Regions from separate parts of the Macaca mulatta genome. Here region 1 is linked to region 2. The links are chromatin contacts, called in public Hi-C maps. All regions are on one chromosome and are shown on one strand. Each heading gives the region's core, a stretch centred on a gene start, on an enhancer-like site or on the middle of the called end of the contact. The rest is flanking DNA. Distances are from core to core; before and after follow the strand shown. Region 1 holds the start of ZBTB25 (zinc finger and BTB domain containing 25). Region 2 holds the start of MTHFD1 (methylenetetrahydrofolate dehydrogenase, cyclohydrolase and formyltetrahydrofolate synthetase 1).

Region 1 (6,497 bases), core at 551-3,050, 130 kb after region 2:
AGCCCAGGTAATGGCCTGTTTCCTCAGGCTTGTAACATGAAGACAGTACCATCTCCTTTTTGGTAAAGATACAAAGTTCATTTATGAAAGCAGCTAGTATGATACTTCGCCCACTGCAAGTATTCAGTAAACAGCGGCCAACTTGAGCAGAATCCATCTCTAATACATGCAAATAAGACATTCAAGGTAGGACTGGACAAAAAAGGTGTAGCAGGTTATGTGGGTTCCTCTCTGCTTTCTTCCTGACCATACCTTGATATTTCATTGATTGCCAGCTCTCAGAACTAATCTATTCCATGTCCTATCCCATCAGTGTTCTGTTCCCTGTTAAGGAGCTGATGTCCGATAACGGATTCATGATTTGCCCTTAACTAAAATATATGAAGATTGTTAAAGAAGACTTTGATGCCTTAACATAAGGAAGCAACCAATGCTGCAAATAATGGTTATTCTTGAAGAGAACAGCAATGAAATTTTCAGGGGTGGCTGAGGGGTGAAGGCTTTTAGTTCCAAAAATACACCATAGCTGGCCTACCTCACTAGAAATACTATCAAACCCACACAGTGGCCATGCCTGATTTCTCCATAATCTGAATCAAGCCAAGTATAATGACCTCCGCCGGATACATTCTCTACAGGTGAGTGGGGTAAACTGGCACTGCGGTCCTGGCATAGTGGAGAGTGCAATCACCAAGGTGTCTGGAGCCTTGGAGTCTTAGCTATCAAGAGGTGTAGCTAGCTCCAGTTACATCACGCTCTTTAGGCCTGGTGTCTTCTCTGTGATGATCAACAGATTTTCTGTAAGGCACCGCTCAGCTCTAAAACGTGAGATTCCAAAGTGTACTCTACACACTTGATAGTCTTGTGAGAGGATCAATAGCTCTGCCAGACGAACTTGAGTTTCAAGAGAAAGAATGCCAAATTTAATCCCTTGGGGGAGACCCGGGCGCTGACTGTTGAAAACATGCTAGGTGCTGTCAAGTTCCAGGTACTACGCTGTGCTATGCGCTGCCTCCGCAACTGATAACACCTGATTACTCCAAATAATGAGTGCCAGAGAAGGCGGTGATGGGTCAAGCTTCAAAAAGAAAAACTGGATTTGCTTAGAACAAGATAAACATTTGAAGACAGAAAATAAATTATGAGGGCGCGGGGAAAGTCTTCTTGCCCTAGAAACTAGGTAATCACAAGCTGGGAGTGGAAACACTAGCCGCAGCGTCCTCGCAGCATATGGAAAGTCGCCCGCTCCTAAGAGCGGTGGGCGCCAAGCGGGGGAGGCCGCAGGCCTATTGGGGTTTCCTGCTAGGGGTCGCACCCGGACCCGCAGCACGGACGGCTCCGCACCTTCAAGGCACCCCGTGTGCCACCCTGAATCAGGCCCCGGCGGCCGCTCCTAGCAGCAGCAAAGGGTGGTTCTGGGTATTGTTGGCCCAGCGCTCACTCGCGGATGTATTTTCCTCCTGTGCCCTGCCTGACATCTCAATGGGACCAAAAACACCCCTCTCCCCAGCTACTTGCATCTGTCCCGCGACCGGTGCAGCTGCAGGCCGCCGCCCTGGGCGGCTCGCGGCGGGAGGGACTGAGACCGGGGCAGCCCACAAGGGCTGGGCCGCGTCGCTTACCCAGATGCCGCCGCGGCGGCAAGCCGACTCCTCCGTGCAGGAGGGGCGGGCTCCCAAGCCGCGCACAGCAAGCGGTGGAGCCGGCTCACGCACCCCGCGGCTGGCTCTCGCGCGGCTTCCCGCGCCGGCAGCCCGCGATGGCCCCACGTGACCGCGTGTCTGGTAGCAGGGGAACGAGGGGCGCCAAGGCCAGGGTGTGCGTGCGTGCGTGCGTGCGTACGTGCGCGCCCTCCCGCCCGCAGCCGGGCGGGGGTCGGCCCGCGCTCTGAGCGCTGCCGCTACAGTTCGCAGTCGTGACTCTGTAGGCGGAAGCACAGGGACGAGCCTGAGCGTCACAGGCTCCCCACAAACAACCGCGTGACCCGGGGACTTTCCCCAGGGTGTGCAAAAGCACAGGCACCCCCTCAGTTCTGGGGTGAAGGTGGGGGTGGGGAAGGATGCGCCCGCGTGTTCGCTGGGGAAGGGATGAGGGCGCGGGGCCAGGGAGGCCGAGCCGCGGGAGCCTGGGTGGAGAGGCGGACTGGGCGAGGTGGGGCATGGCGAGGGAAGTGACTCAGGGCCAGAGGCGGACAGGCCCACGGAAGGTGGGGTGGGGGGAGCGCGGGGACTAGGCGACCCTGAACCGACCGGACAGAGCGAGGTTTCCGAAGCACTCGAGGCGGACCGCGAGGGACGGCCCAGCTGCTGGGCCCAACGGGGCAGGGGTCTGACATCTGGACAGAGTGGGAAAACAGCCGCGCATACTGCCCTGGGGAGTCGGGAGGAGCCCAGTCACATCCAGCTGTGCAAACAGGAGGAGGAGGAGGTCCCAAGCCTACCCTTGAGAGAGGGGCGAGAGGGGTGGTCAAGCCGCCGCTGCCGCGACAGCCCCCGCGGTGCGGGTTGCGCCAGCCTCCTCGGAGCCCGACGCAGAAACTTGTTGCAACAAACAGGCGACCGCGGGTGCCCCTAGCAGCCAGCGGCAGAGTGGGTGGGCGGGCGAGAGGGAGGGGAAGGCTGGCGGACGCCGCAGCGAACTGGTGGGCAGACCCGGAGTCGCCGCGTAAGCGGGGCCGGCTCAGTGCGGTGCGGCAGGCGCGGCTGTGCGGCAGCGGAAGTCCTTTGTTGCAGCACAGTCCCTGGCAGAGCCAGAGCCTCTCCGCGCAGCCCAACCCGAGCGCCGAGCGCCGAGCGCCGCCGCCACTGCAGCTCGCGGCCCCTTCGCCTCCGCCCGCCTTTGCCGTGGCTGATTTGCCTTAAACTCCCTAAAATCTCCGCAGCTCTGGTTCCTGCTGCGGCCGGTAAGTATTTGCCAGTTGTGGGGCTATTTGCGCAACTTTCGCCCGGGCCGGAGGGCGACGGGCCGCGGGCCTGGCGGAGTGCGGGGCCGGAGCGGCGCCGACCCGTGCGGGGAGCCGGAGCGCGGCGGACGCGTTGCAAGGACCCGGTGACGGGCGGCTGCCAGGCCGCCTGCTTGTTGCCGGCGCGTCAGGTCCCGGGCGTGCGGCCTCCCTGAGTCGGAGGCAAAGCCCTTACGGAGACTAGTTCCCAAATTAGTTACCTTCTTTTCTTTCTTTCTCTGCCTTTATTTTTTTCGAGGGGGGGAGGGGAGGTGTAGACGGGAGGCGGGAGAACCCGGTTGATTGACGTGCCTGGAGCCCGCTTCTCTCAACTTACAGCTGCGGCTCCGCGGCGGGTGGGAGGGGAAGTGTCCCGGAGCCCGAGGCTGCAGACTTGGGCGCGCTCCGAGGGAGGAGGCGTAAGAGCCGCAAATTCTTGCTACGCTGTTTCCCACCCCCTCTCGCCGGCACACACGCTTTTTGTTCAGTAAAAAGTGGAAGGTCTGAGTTTGGGAATTTTAAGTGGAAAAGATCTGTTTCCTGGGAAGGAAGTGCTTTCGCTTGCAGCGGTGGGCGCTTACTTAGAAGTTCGGTAAATATGTTGGATGCAGATCGGGAGTCGTTTACTACTAAAGTATGTAGGCAAGGTCTGAGCTCAGCCACCCCACCCAGTCTCCCTTTCTACCTAAGCAACGCGTGTACATGATCTGAAGGGTTGACATGACATTTTCTAAATTGGGCGCATCAGGAAGAGGTTGATGAAAATCCTTGACGTTTTCCGGGGATAGGACATTTGTATGTGTGTGATAATGTTCTTAAATCGAGTTTCAGTGTGGCGGTGCACGCAGATTCTTCATTGGTGTTAGTGTTTCCATACGGTATGTATCACTACAAGAACAGTGTTCCCTTTGACACTCGAACCCAAGGAATGGTCCGAGGCTTTTTGAGGCAACCTAGGATCAATGTCTTGAGTTGAAGTTGGAGGCACTCTGAAGCAGATTTGGTGAAGGATGCAGTTCTTGTAATTTACAGAGCAATCACAGTCTTCTTTGAAACGGAGAAATTAGATTCTATGAAATTTTATCAGTGCAGATAGATATGATGTGGAGAAACGGGGAAAATTGAGTACAAAAAGATGAGGCTTGAATGATGGCTGGCCATCATTTGCTCAGAACCTCAAAACTTTGCTTTTGAATCACTTGCTGGATATCTAATAAAGTCTCAATAATAACTGGATGACTTTGGGAGCTAGAAAGCGGCTTACTCCTCTTAAAGAAACAGGAAACTGGGCCGGACGCAGTGGCGCACGCCTGTAATCCCAAATGCCGAGGCGGGTGGATCACCCGAGGTCAGGAGTTCAAGACCAGCCTGGCCAACATGGCGAAACCCCATTTCTCCTAAAAGTACAAAAATTAGCCTGGCGTGGTGGCGGGCACCTGTAATCCCAGCTACTGAGAAGGCGGACGCAGGAGAATCGCTTGAACCCGGGAGGCGGAGGTTGCAGTGAGCCGAGATCGCGCCACTGCACTCCAATCTGGGCAACAAGAGTGAGACTCCGTCTCCAAAAAACAAACAACAACAACAAAAACCAGGAAACTGAAGCCTGGTGGAGGTGAAATGCTTTTACAAAGGTTAGTAGACACAACGTCTACAGTAGAGCCTTCAGTTAACCTCTTACATTCATTTTATGAGCAGTCTTTCTCCATTAATACCACATTTTCATGGTATTGAATAACTCGGGTAGAGCAGTCTTTCCTGAAGCCTTTCTATTCTTCCCACTCCTAATATGATGGCCTACTTTTTCGAGTTTTTTGTGGGGAAGGGACTGGTGTATCATTGTCAGAGAAAAGAGAAACCATATTTAACCAGGGCCTTAGCAGGGCATGAGCGCAGTCACAGCCACTTGCTCTTGACCTTGTGCTTTGATCTCACTTTAACACTTCTAAATTTTTGTACTGCTTCCTCATTCTCCTCTTTTGCCAGGCTCTGGGGAAGATATAGTTCATGGACCTTTTTAAGAGTATCTCGTTTTATTTGTAGCATCATTTCCCTTTCTAATGTGCAGGAGAAAAGAAGTACCTGCTTTCAGACTTGCCCTCTAGCCAGGAAAAGCACTAAGCCTTTGCTCTTCACCTTCTGGTGCAAAGGAGAGGAAACTGTTGATACAGAAATACAGAAAAATTCCCGTAGATTTTTGTTAATAAGCTGCAATCTGTTGTCTTCCCAAAAAATTGAGATATATTTGAGAAACATCTTCTTGAGAGGTCACTTTGGTCTCTACAGAATGTTTTCTCCTGACATTTTCTTCCGTGCTAGTATCTCATGCTAAAACGGAAATTGTTTTTTCTCATATTCTTATATGAACCAAATTAAGGGTTATTCATGTCTTTTTTCTCAAAATGTAAGTAATTTTTTATTATAAAATCCATGCTCTTTGCAAAAATTCAGCCTGTACTGAAGTATATAAAATACAAAAATGAAAGTCATTTTGACTCCCACTCCCCAGAGAGAATCACTGTGTACAGTCAATTCCTTGTTTAAAACCTGGTTACAGCCGGGCGCGGTGGCTCAAGCCTGTAATCCCAGCACTTTGGGAGGCCGAGACGGGCGGATCACGAGGTCAGGAGATCGAGACCATCCTGGCTAACACGGTGAAACCCCGTCTCTACTAAAAAATACAAAAAACTAGCCGGGCGAAGTGGCGGGCGCCTGTGGTCCCAGCTACTGGGGAGGCTGAGGCAGGAGAATGGCGTAAACCCGGGAGGTGGAGCTTGCAGTGAGCTGAGATCCGGCCACTGCACTCCAGCCTGGGCGACAGAGCCAGACTCAGTCTCAAAAAAAAAAAAAAAAAAAAAAAAAAAAAACCTGGTTACAGCTGTGCTGCTGTGTGTGCCTCACTCTGCCTGGGGATGGCCTGTGGTGATTCATGGACTCATGTTCTCTATTCACGTTACTCAGGTTGGTAAGAATTGCCAAGTAAAGGAAAGGGGAGTGTTTTGCACTGGGCTGATTTAAAATTATTTGATTAAGTAACTGGGCTGCTATTTTAGGTTTGTCCTTATTAAATACTTACCGTATCATGGTGGACTATTTTTCATACTTTGTTTATGTTAATGTTGTTGCCCAGCCTCTGATGGATTGATTTACAGCAGGCAAACACATCAAAACAAAAGCAAACCCTCAGCTTTATAGTTTCATAATTTATAATTAGGAAGGAGTGGGTATACTTGCCATGAAGACCACCGCCAGTATATCCCTATGCTGATATACGATGGGGTTCCTCTTGATCAGCACCAAAGATTGCATGCTGAACATATGGAAAGGAAATTAGAAGAAAGGGGTCAATGACTGCTGTTTTCAGATGTGGCATGGAAGAGACTGATATTGGGGAGGAAGCGGCGGGGACTCACTCCTTAGATGTGTATTTAAGAATGAACTGTGAAGAAGTTGATGATGATCTAAAAACAGAGCCCCAAAATAGTACATAGAAAGTTAATTACAACATTGGTTATTTGAGGCTGTTGGGGACATGGGTGGTTTTTATACTATTCTGTCT
Region 2 (6,119 bases), core at 418-2,917:
GGCAGAGGCTACAAAGACCGGAGATCCTGCCACTGCACTCCAGCCGGAGCAACACAGCGAGACTCCGTCTCAAAAACAAACAAACAAAAAACAAAACCAAAAAATATATATATATTAGAAATAATTACCAGAAACAGAAAATCACGAGATTATCTAATCCCATATATGGGGCTACTATAAATAACCTCAGAATTTAGAAATAAGAAAAAAATACTAAAAGCCCCCAAATTAATAAAAAATCAGTTTTAGGCCAGGTGCGGTGGCTCACGCCTGTAATCCCAGCACTCTGGGAGACCGAGGCGGGTGGATCACAAGGTCAGGAGTTCAAGACCAGCCTGGCCAAGATGGTGAAACCCCCTCTCTACTAAAAATACAAAAATTAGCCGGGCGTGGTGGCGGGCTAACTAGGTGGCGCCTGTAATCCCAGCCACTTGGGAAACTGAGGCAGAGAACAGATTGTACCCAGGAAGCTGAGGTTGCTCCATCCTGGGCGACAGAGTAAGACTCCGTCTCAGAAAAAAAAAAAAAAGTTTTAGATGAGCTCTGCCATTAGTTGAAACAGGCCACCGTCAGAAACAGCCTGTAAAAGAAACCTGGTATCTGGTCAAGTCCTAAGTGACCTGAACCAAGCATCTTCAGGACCATACTGGGATGACTGTAACCTGAGCGCAGTTCCTCCAGCAGAGCAGGAACATTCATCCGACTCAGTAACTCAAGGGGCCAGTCCTCTCCAGCATCCCAGCTGCCCTGTCAGGCTCCCCAGGCAATCGCCCATCTTATTCCCTCTCCAGCGTGGACGCCTAAGGGGAGGGAGCGTCCCTCCTCGAGGGTCAACTGGCATCTAGCTTATGAAGCCCGCTTGGATTCTCCAACCCCAGACCTGCGGCGGGGCGGGGACGTGGGGGTGACAAAATCTAGACTACGACCCTCCCTGAGCCCTGGCAAACACGGGGTGACCCCAACACCGAGGAGGCCATGAGCGCTACAGCTATGACACTCCTTCCAGCTCGGAGGGGCCTGAAACAGCGGGCTGCGCTTCACCCAGGGCTGAGCGTCAGATTCAGCTGAGGAGATTCTAAAAGCCCGGTACTGGGCCCAGACCCAGGCCCTCCAGAGCAGAACGCAGAGGGGCCCGACCCCAGTCTGGTGGCGTAGGTGTGTGACAAAGTATGAAGGCGCGCCAAGCTCTCCAGTTTCACATGTGCTGTCGAGTCCAGCGCCCGCCACGCTCCAGGGTGGGGACCCGCCCAAAACTCCCTGGAAGCCAGGCGATTGAGACCCCGCCACCGCGTCCCCAAAGACTGGGCGGATACTGGAGAAGCGCCTCCCGAACCCGCCAAACTGTCTCCCGCGAGACTGTCCCGCCCCAGCCCCGCCCCGTAACTCTACTCCCTGATTGGCTGGAATTGGGGCCGGGTACCAGAGTCCTTTCCAGCTTAGTCTTCGGCCGGGTTTCCCGCCGAATGCAAAGGCGCACTGTGGACTGGCTCTTTCTTTCCGCCAATCATATCCGCCAGCCATTCATCACCGATTTTCTTCATCTTCCCCTCCCTCTTCCGTCCCTCAGGCCCCAACCCTTTAGCTCTCAGCTGGTTAAGGGACACCGGGCCTTCCGGGCTGCGCATGCGCTGCCGCGTCTGCCAAGAAGCGGGCAGGGGCGCAGGCGCAGTAGTGTGATCCCCTGGCCAGTCCCTAAGCACGTGGGTTGGGCTGTCCTGCTTGGCTGCAGAGGGACTGGAACCTCGATATTGGTGGTGTCCATCGTGGGCAGCGGACTAATAAAGGCTATGGCGCCAGCAGAAATCCTGAACGGGAAGGAGATCTCCGCGTAAGCACCTGACATTTTTGTTGAGTGTGGGGCTGTGGACTAGGGCTCTGAGGGTGTACAGGTCCCCCGGACCCATTTTTTGCGGGAGGGACACTTGTAACGGAAGAGTTAGGCCTATAATACCGGAAGACCTGCAGCCAAAGAAGGAGATCCCGAGCACAACCTGCATTTGCAAGTGGACTGCTTAGTGGCTGTAAGCCGCTGGCTCCTGTGCTTCGGGGAAAAGTCCTGTGCCGACTATACTCCCAAACGCGCAGCTGCTGGTGACTTTCTGCCGAGAGAGAGGGTAGTTGCGGCTTCCTGGAGACCCCCTAGTCAGAACTCAGAAATCCAATCTACTTAGTTCCCGTTAATTTGGAGGTGAGTAGATGGAGACTAGTGAGGTGACAAGGCTTGACAAGACCACAAGGCTGATAATGACAGAGGGTCCTTCCAGCTCATAGCTTTTCCCACTATATCATGGTCTTATCATATGCTAAGTGAAATCTAATACATTTTTCCTTTCTCTTCAATCTCGTGCTTCTCTCTAACAGCCATCTCTGTGCCTTGGTCCTAGAGTTACTTGAAACTTAATTTGGCTCCTGAGTCCTGAGAATATTCTGCATTCCACTTGACCTCTGCCTGTTCTACCCTTGCGGGACATCTGATTGCTTAATTAGTGGGTATCGTTGCCATCTTTACTCCCAGGAAGTAACACTGGCAGCTTTTTGTCTGGGAGGTGACTGGTGAGGAAAAATGAGAGTAGAAGGAAGAGGGAAAGATATATTCTATCTAGTAGAGGAAGGAGGGAAAGATATATTCTGTGTGACCTTACTGAGTTTGCTCTTGGGACCTTTCACATCACCAGTTATTTAAGTAACTGTTGCCAGTCACAGCAGTTACTAAATTGTAATTGTCCTGTAACTCCTAACTTTGTAATAGAGGTTTTTGAGTGAATTACAAAGTCATTGGTGGTGAAAAGGCTGGGCCCAGTGTCTCATGCCTGTAATTCCAGCACTTTGGGAGGCCAAGGCAGGTGGATCACCTGAGGTCTGGAGCTCAAGACCAGCCTATCCAACATGGTGAAACCCCATCTCTACCAAAAATACAAAAGATTAGCCGAGTGTGGTGGCAGGTACCTGTAATCCCAGCTACTTGGGAGGCTGAGGCAGGAGAATCGCTTGAACCCGGGGCTGGGGGGGGCGGAGGTTGCAGTGATCGAGATGCACCTTTGCATTCCAGCCTGGGCAACAAGAGCGAAACTCCGTCTAAAAAAAAAAAAGAAATCACAATACTTATTGCTTAGTGCTTTTCAAATGTGGCTTGCTAAACTGTATTTCTGCGTGACTTTTCTTTTTTGTTTGCCAGTATTCGAACTTCCTTTTCCAGTGGCTTTTTTTTTTGATATAAAAATCTTCCTTTTAGAAGGACTGTGAAGAGATAATTCAGTGCATAATAACAGTGTAGATAATTTACTGCAAAAATAATGCACCTTGGCCGGCACTGAGAACAGGTGCTCACTGAATATGCTTTCGTTGATTGGAGAGCAAATTAAATATGTTTATCAACTCCATAAGGGCAAATACATGTATTGTCTTATTTTTGTCTATATCCTAAACACCTAGAAACCCTCTTTCATGCCTTACTACTTGTGTGGTTTTAAGCAAATTAATTAACCTCTCTGTGCCAAAGTTTCCTCAGATGTTAAGTAAAAGTCATGTCTAGGTCATTGGGATGTCAGTAGAATTAAATGGGTTCCTAACAGATGATCATTTAGAATTCTTTCTGGCACATGATAAGTATTCGATATATGTTGTATTAATGATCAGTAATTAGTTAATGTATATATGAATGATTCATTATCTTTTTTTTTTTTTTTTTTTTACGTGGTAGCTGCTGCCTTGAGATCTTTTTTTTTTTTTTTGAGATGAAGTCTTGCTGTGTCCAATTTGGCTCGCTGCAACCTCTGCCTCCTGCGTTCAAGCAATTCTCTCTCTCTCACATCAGCCTCCTGAGTAGCTGGGATTACAGGTGCCTGCCATCACGCCTAGCTAATTTTTTTTTTTTTTTTTTTTTTTTGAGACGGAGTCTCGCTCTGCCGCCCAGGCTGGAGTGCAGTGGCCAGATCTCAGCTCACTGCAGGCTCCGCCTCCCGGGTTCACGCAATTCTCCTGCCTCAGCCTCCCCAGTAGCTGGGACTACAGGCGCCCGCCACCTCGCCCGGCTAGTTTTTTGTATTTTTTTTAGTAGAGACGGGGTTTCACCGTGTCAGCCAGGATGGTCTCGATCTCCTGACCTCGTGATCCGCCCGCCTCGGCCTCCCAAAGTGCTGGGATTACAGGCTTGAGCCACCGCGCCCGGCCTTTTTTTTTTTTTTTTTTTGAGATGGAGTTTTACTCTTGTCACCCAGATTGGAGTGCAATGGTGTGATCTCAGCTCACTGCAACCTCTGCCTCCTGGGTTCAAGCGATTCTTCTGCTTTAGCCTCCCAAGTAACTGGGATTACAGGTGTGCCACCATGTCCAGCTAGTTTGTTTGTTTGTTTGAGACAGAGGTTCACTCTTGTTGCCCAGGCTGGAGTGCAGTGGCACAATCTCGGCACACTGCAACCTCCACCTCTCAGGTTCAAGTGATTCTCCTGCCTCAGCCTCCCGAGTAGCTGAGATTACAGGTGTGTGCCACCCCGCCTGGCTAATTTTTGTATTTTTAGTAGAGACAGGCTTTCACCATGTTGGTCAGGCTGGTCTCTAACTCTTGACCCCCCATGATCCACCCACCTCGGCCTCCCAAAATGCTGGGATTACAGGCGTGAGCGACCGCACCAGTCCTAGAATTTCTTAAAAATCCAGCCCACTTCCCACATTCCATCCTGCGGATTAGGAAATCACTGGAGACCAGAAAAGTGGTGTGATTTGTCCAAGGGTGAATGGCAATGGCTCAACTAAAACTAATGTCTTCACTCAGTATATGATGTTTTTCATTCTAACCAGCACTTACTACTTGCTAAAAGGAATTTCATAAGCTTTTCTTTCTTTCTTTCTTTTTTTTTTTTCCAGACAGGGTCTCGCTCTGTTGTTTAGGCTGGAGTGCAATGGCACGATGTTGTCTCACTGTAACCTCTGTCTCCTGGGTTCAAACGATTCTCCCACCTCAGCCTCCCAGGTAGCTGGGACTACGGGCATGTACTACCATGCCCGGCTAATTTTTGTATTTTTAGTAGAGATGGGGTTTCACCATGTTTGTCAGGCTGGTCTTGAACTCCTGACCTCAGGTTTCACCATGTTGGTCAGGCTGGTCTTGAACTTCTGTCCTCAAGTGATCTGTCCGCCTCTGCATCCTAAAGTGCTAGGATTATAGGCGTGAGTCACTGCGCCCAGCGCTTTGCTTTTTCTTTGTAGTCTTCCTCTCATTACCATGTTTCCCACCCTGCTGAGAATGCTATCCCTGACTTTTGTCCTCTTCTATTATTCTCCTTTTATACCTTCCTGGGATCCCGAACATTGACAGAGTTCAGCATTCCAGATTCCTTCTCTACCTGCTCTACTCTGTGGGAAACTGGGTACTTACATGATGGATTTAGTTGCCAAATTATCTTTCTTTGGAAGTAAAAGCCCCATTTCTTCCTTACAGGGAATTCTAAGGTTGCAGCCTGAATTTGACAACTGGGGGAAGGTCCGAGAGGTAGAGACAAGTATCTGTTCTTTGTGGGTATTTATTCACTTACTCAACAAATAGCTGTGTGTGTCCTCTAAGCCAGGCAATCTTCAAAGCTCTGAGACTCTTAACAGTGAACAGCCCAAATCCCTACCCTCATTAAATTTGCATACTGATGGGTAGAGACAGACGTTGAAATAGGTGAAACAAATTGTGAGCTGGTGAGAAGCACAAAGAGAACACCAGAGCAGAAAAGAGGGACAGGAATTTCTGTGGCTTGGTGGCTGCAATTTTAAATATGGGAGTCATAGTCTTTGTAAAAGTGACTTACGGGCAAAGACTTGAAGGAGGTGGAGCCATAAGCCTGCCAATTTTGTGGGGGAAATAGCTCCTGACCAAAAACACAGCCTGTGCCATGGACCTTTGTCCTCACCAGTTAGTAAATTACTGCTTTGGGGGTCAATGGCAATGGCCCTGTGAGAAGCTGACTGAGTAGAGGCTCCTGAGTAGAGGAACTTGACCCTGCCCTGGGCAGAAGTCTTTTAAAAGATTATGCGAAGTGGCTGGGCGGTGGCTCAAGCCTGTAATCGCAGCACTTTGGGAGTGCCGAGACGGGCGGATCACGAGGTCAGGAGATCGAGACCATCCTGGCTAACGC

What was found. A called contact is a pair of places that touch in the nucleus more often than the background predicts.
Region 1: a contact with region 2 is called in a Hi-C map of liver, with 1.8 times the contacts expected there. The contact joins the promoter of ZBTB25 here to the promoter of MTHFD1 in region 2. A contact is called at or near these places in 2 of 14 Hi-C or Micro-C datasets (fetal cortical plate and liver).

Annotation. Positions count from the first base shown.
Region 1 is chr7:137,602,760-137,609,256 of T2T-MMU8v2.0, forward strand. It overlaps ZBTB25 (zinc finger and BTB domain containing 25), which reads right to left and starts at 1,801. Exons shown (of 3, transcript NM_001194209.1): 1 at 1,623-1,801. ZBTB1 (zinc finger and BTB domain containing 1) reads left to right here and starts at 2,726. Exons shown (of 3, transcript XM_015143886.3): 1 at 2,726-2,902.
Region 2 is chr7:137,477,878-137,483,996 of T2T-MMU8v2.0, forward strand. It overlaps MTHFD1 (methylenetetrahydrofolate dehydrogenase, cyclohydrolase and formyltetrahydrofolate synthetase 1), which reads left to right and starts at 1,668. Exons shown (of 28, transcript XM_077941126.1): 1 at 1,668-1,828. The coding sequence starts at 1,788. It also overlaps the pseudogene LOC144329788.